Regions from separate parts of the Gossypium hirsutum genome. Here region 2 is linked to region 1. A link is a contact called in public Hi-C data. All regions are on one chromosome and are shown on one strand. Each heading gives the region's core, a stretch centred on a gene start, on an enhancer-like site or on the middle of the called end of the contact. The rest is flanking DNA. Distances are from core to core; before and after follow the strand shown. Region 1 holds the start of LOC121220277 (WAT1-related protein At5g40210). Region 2 holds the start of LOC107886670.

Region 1 (3,003 bases), core at 231-2,730:
CTTTAGAAAAGAACCCTGTATTTGTATGAAGAAATCTGAGTGGACATTGTCACACCAAAATCAAGATTTCTTCTTATTGCGAAATGGCTTCTGTTTATGCAAGTACTGCTCGTGGGTGAGGAAGGTCAGTAGGATGGCCGCTTCATTGTCTGTAATTCATAGAGCGACAACATTAGATGTGGATGGCATCTTACATACGTAAGTTTTATACTATTAGTCGCCATAAATTATATGGATGGCAACAAAACTTTTTGTGTTGGGACATAAAACCGAAATATAACACTCCTTCTTGGTAAGTAGCATGGACGATCTCAACCAATAATTACAATGATTATTTTACGATTTTGATTCTTTTTTCCTTCATCATTGCCGTTGTTTATAAAAGTTCTAATACTGTTTTGCTATATATATATATATATTACCAAGACTGAAGGAAGTTACTAATTGGAACTTGGTTAATTATATCAGTCATCACTCTACGGTGTGATTGGAGGACTAGTTGTCACTGCTGTCTGATTCTAGTTTATATCAGGATACATGGATTACCATGATTCTAGTATATATCAAGATACGTGGATAACCTATATGACAATTTGTCCCCATACCAGCTTAATTATAACTTCAGCAATACAAATCTTATATGAAAGCACTGGCTTGCTCAAAAGTCAAAACCCATAAAAACTTCTCAACAAGTTGGCCAATTGCTCTAAAGCAATTGTGAAATGGATGTGAATTATGGTTCTAAATATATTTGTTTTTGGTTATATATATATATAACCAAAAACAAATATATTTAGAACCATAATTCACATCCATTTCACAATATATATCATATGCAATTCTTATATGAAAGAATTGGCTTGCTCAAAACTAACAAATGCTATTATAGTTATTATGTTTATCGTCACCTTATTGATTTTTTCCCCTTGTACATGCAATTCGTAATCATGAGTTTAATCTTTTGATGATTGTGGATCATTCACATTATGATAAATATTCCTAATGAATAAAATTGGAACCATAAGAGACCATTTTTTTTTGTGTAAAAATAAATCATTGTTGTTACAAGTCTCAATAAAAGAAGAGTTAAGGAGAAATAGTGGTATAAAAGATGCCTATTAATGACATTACAAGGTGATGTTTACTATCATGGGATAGTAAACATCACCTTGTAATGTCATTACTATCATAGAGTATGTGAAAGACATGCAGAGTGAGATTCATCCGATTATGTCTTTTGAAAGAGTATAAAGTTGTTATGTTCAAGTCGACTTTATTGATCCATAAAAAGAGTATTTATATTTAGATAAATGTTTACATTAAAAAGTGGATAACCTAACTATAATGAACAGATAATTAATTTCGGGCGATTGAACGATGAATGACACTCCAACAACCAAGAGGTGAAAGACTGTCACCTCCGTCACGTGTTAACAAAAGTTGTCATTTTTATTCAAACCTTAACACATCAATTTTTTATGCGCTGGTCAAGAGCTGAGATTAATCTATTTAAGTGTATGGTGTGTCTGAATAGTGGCCACTGGCCACCAATTTAGGCTCCACTATACGGTACAAAAATGTCATGGACGTGGCATCTTTGAAAAATCCAATTCTTCCCCCTTCCCTCCTTTTTCTTACTTAACATCTCTTTTTCTATATGTCAGGAAAGTGATCCCTTTTATCTTCCGCTTCAAACACCGAATATCACAATCCCCAAAGCAAAAGTCACCCTTAGATTAGAGAGGATAACATAATGTGGGAAAAAAGTGTTACTGCAATAATGGTTGCAACAGAGTTCTTAGAGGTGGGCTTAAACACTGTAAATAAAGCTGCCATGAACAAAGGACTCAGTGATTTCGTGCTAGTATTTTACTCGAACGTTCTTGGCATCTTTATGCTTGCCCCATGTATTATCATCTTCTACAGGTAATAAATTAATTCCATATATATATTATATACAGTTTTTAGCTTCTTGGGTAGCAATGGGAATTGAAATTTGAACCAAGTTATTTATGAATTGATGACAGAAAAAGAAGCCCACCAGTGCTTACTTGGTCTACCATCTGCAAAATTTTCCTTCTAGGCGTTCTCAGGTACGTTTTCCGTTGACTTTGAAATAGAGATAAAAGAAAGGCGGACATGGGGGGATGATGAGAAATTGCTAATCAACATGGGTTTCAGTTATGGAGGACAGATATGCACATATATTGGAATAGGATATGGATCTCCAACTCTGGCATCCGCCATGGCTGATCTTACTCCAGCCTTCACTTTCATCTTCTCCATCATCTCTGGGTGCGCTCTTATTTCTGTTTATTTTCACTGCCTATTTAATTTGTTATGGTCAATGGCTGATGATTCATTCAGATTCATTGATATATCACCATCATTTACCTAGATAATCCTTTATCTGTGGTTTCCTTTTTCTTACTTTTACTTTTCAGTGGCCTATAAAAATGGTACTAGTGGTTCAAGGTTCCCTTCACTCGTGAGATAAGATAATAATGTAGACGAGATGATGGCATTGGGCGATTAAATTTTATTCGCCAAGCCTGTAGAAAGATTTTTTTTTACGAGTTTTACCTTACCCGAATATATTTGATATAATAAATATTATATTGTTTATTATATATATATTAAATAATAATTATATATATTTATATTAAATCACTAATTTAATAACAATTAAATTTATTATTTAAAACCTAAAAAAAATTTACCCAATTAAATAACTCAACCCAAAATATAAAAATTTAAAATTATCTTTAATACAATAAAATATTTATTATATTTATTTGTATTTTTTAATATAATAAAATATTTGTTATATTTATGGTAATTTTTTTAATATAAATATTTTTAATGTGTTAAAAAAAATTATTTTAGGGTTTTTTTAGTGTGCAGTATATATATTTAAAAAAATAAATTAAAACTAATTTAAAAAAGTTACATATGGGCGGACCGAGTCGAACTTGAGTTTTATATTTATTAAATTAGGTCAGA
Region 2 (3,003 bases), core at 220-2,719, 680 kb after region 1:
TCAATCATAAAATATATTTAATATATTTAACATTTTTTAATTTATATATACATTTCAAATCCGTGCATAAATTAATTGATATACCTAACTATTAGGATAAATTACACGAGCTAGATGTGTGTATTAATTAAATGTGGATTTTTTTTTCTTTTTTAGGTTTTACAAATTTATAGATGTGGAATGTCTCTATTTTAAATGTTGAAAGCTTTTGTTAAGAAGTTTAAGGATCAAATTTATAGAATTAGAATCAAATTGATAGAATATGTAAGTATTGAGGACTAAATGTACAATTATACCAGATAGAAAAATGTTTCCCGTTATCAATTTAACGACGGTGATCAAAACAGCAATGAATTCAAACACTAATGTCTAAATTGAAAATGATTAAAGTTGAGTGACTAAAACAAGAACGTGAACATAATTGAACAACTATTTGTATAGTTTATCTAAAAAAGAATTGTATAAGCGATTTAAGTAGCACTTGGCAAGAATTTTCCTTTTTGGATAAAAGAGCTGAGAATAGAGGAAGGGTTTGAAAAGTTGGAACTCAAATCCTCATTAAGAACTAATCTCTTGAAGATGAGGACGTAAATAAACTGCTTCGAATTTCTCGAGGATTCGATACCACATTTCATCATTAGATCAGTTAGAAGCTGTTGTTGAATCTTCGTTCTCGTGTGGCTTAAAAACTAAGCATTAGTGACCAAGTAAATATGCAGCCCCATGTAGCTAGGCCGATGAGTAAAATGGGCTGCAATGTCAAATCTCAATATAGATTGCTTAAATTTTATAACTTTCATCGTTCAAATCATAGAGATTACCATTTGGTTATGGGTGTCTTTGGATATAATTGCTAATTATAATTACAAGACATGGTTGGCATAGTACAATTATATCTTAATTCTTAATATTATCTTTGATAGTTTCTTTTTTACTAAATAATAATAATAGAAAGTCATCAAAAGTAATTATTCATATAATTCATTCAATTCCAAACCCTTACTTAAGAATGGGAGAGTGTAAATGTAGTTAAATTTACTAATTATAATGGTTAATTAAACATGCCACACATGTATAATAACAATTAATACACCTAAATTTAATTACTGAATGACTTTTCAAATGCATTCTATATTCTCTTTCAAGTAGAAGCAATTGCATTGTTAGTAAATTTTATTTTAGTCCACAAGTAGGAACTAAATTGTTATATGTATTTAATATGAATAATAATTTGTGATATGTATTTAAGAGACTAACGAATGTACTGATTAAAACATTAAAAAAATTATATAAATGAAACATATGGAGTTAAAAATTTTCATGCGGGCATGTGGCTTATGTGTTCTGTTTTGATTTTTACATGCCAACTGAAAGGTGTTTAAGGGGACCAAACCCATGAACAAATGGGCATCATAGGAGCCCAAACTACTTGAAGATTTAGGCTTAGGTGTTCCAAGAACAGTTAGGTAAGTTTGGATTGCTTAATTCAGGGAAAAAAAAGAGAGAGAATAGATAGAGACGGGCTTAACTAAACAGGTACCTAAAAACTCTTCAAGGACGATTGGATATCAGCAGAACTCCATTTATCACTTCTTCTTTAAACCACCCGGAACCCATCTTTTTCCGTCACTCTCCGGCGTGAATATCAGCAGAAGAAGGCTACTTCCAGTTCGTCTCTGTTTCCAGCTCCTACATTGGTAATGGTATGTTCTAACAATATATCTCATTCCTTGGCCCTTTCCCTTTTTTGTCTTTGGCTTTCTTTCTCAATTTCCTACCTAGGGTTTATTTCGCTCCTCTAGCTATTGCTATGAAAGTCTCCATTGCTGAAAAAGCAGATGAAAAAATTATTCTTTTTTTTGGGGGGGGGGGACGGCTTATCAATAGAAATGATTAAACGCGAAATGCTACAAACAATTCGGTATATCAGTCATTTAGTTAGAAACTTATATTTTTTTTTAACTCTAGAAATTTAGGCAGTGCGGAGCAATTTTACTCTCTGATGAACTGCCTGCCACACGTGCGTGCTTATGGCACAGCTTTATTTAGAAAGGCTGGTAATTTCATTGCAACAACTTCTTTGAACCAATGCCATGTTCCTTTCTGGAAAAGAAATTTTGAGCACGCGGGTGTTAAGACTGTGGATTTAGAGTTCTTGTTGACAAGATTTCGCCCTCAGTGTTACTTTTCCCGGAAAAGTAATAGTAGTAGTAGCACAAAAAAAGCATCCAGGACTAAAAAAGTTCATCCTGAACAACCACCGGTGATGGAAAACGAGAAAGATGCATTCTTTGTAGTGAGAAAGGGAGATGTTGTTGGTGTTTTCAAGAGCTTTGCTGATTGTCAGGCCCAAGTTGGATCCTCGGTAATTCTTCTTACTTCCTTTTTCTAATGTCACCTAAAGTTGATTTACTTTTAGGCTAATTATTGTGCTATACTGTGTTATTGCAAATTGGAATATTAATACTTATGTGCTTTTTAGATTTCAATGAAATGACATAATAATTGTAATGCAAATAACATAGCAGTCTTTCAAATTTAGATACTGTGTTTCTCCTTTTCGCTGTTCTGTTAACTTTGACATGTTATTGTTCTTTTGGAGTAGATATGTGATCCTCCGGTCAGTGTCTACAAAGGCTACTCTTTGACAAAGGAAACTGAAATATATCTGTCTTCCTGTGGGCTTAAGAATGCTTTCTACACTATTAGAGCTGCAGATGTGAAAGAAGATCTTTTTGGAGCGCTCATGCCCTGCCCTTTCCAGGTGAGACCTTGAGTATGAACCTTATGCATACTGCAAACTTGTTGTTTGTTTGAACAAGTCTGTCAGAAAAAGAAAAAAAAGATTTTGATGTTGTCTTCCTTTTTTTCTTCACCTGCATCCATGTCTCTGTTTGCTTGAATGTGTTCTTGTGACAGCAATTGCACCTAAAACTTGCATCTCCCAATTAATGTGATCTGCTTGGAGGTTTTGAGGCCATCGATGATCAATCTCTTTGTTCT

Evidence for each region. A called contact is a pair of places that touch in the nucleus more often than the background predicts.
Region 2: a contact with region 1 is called in a Hi-C map of leaf, with 2.4 times the contacts expected there. The contact joins the promoter of LOC107886670 here to the promoter of LOC121220277 in region 1. A contact is called at or near these places in 3 of 34 Hi-C or Micro-C datasets (hypocotyl and leaf).

What each region holds. Positions count from the first base shown.
Region 1 is chrA03:100,362,341-100,365,343 of Gossypium_hirsutum_v2.1, forward strand. It overlaps LOC121220277 (WAT1-related protein At5g40210), which reads left to right and starts at 1,481. Exons shown (of 7, transcript XM_041099924.1): 1 at 1,481-1,926; 2 at 2,028-2,093; 3 at 2,182-2,295. The coding sequence starts at 1,754.
Region 2 is chrA03:101,040,813-101,043,815 of Gossypium_hirsutum_v2.1, forward strand. LOC107886670 reads left to right here and starts at 1,470. Exons shown (of 14, transcript XM_041095454.1): 1 at 1,470-1,703; 2 at 1,969-2,365; 3 at 2,606-2,764. The coding sequence starts at 2,003.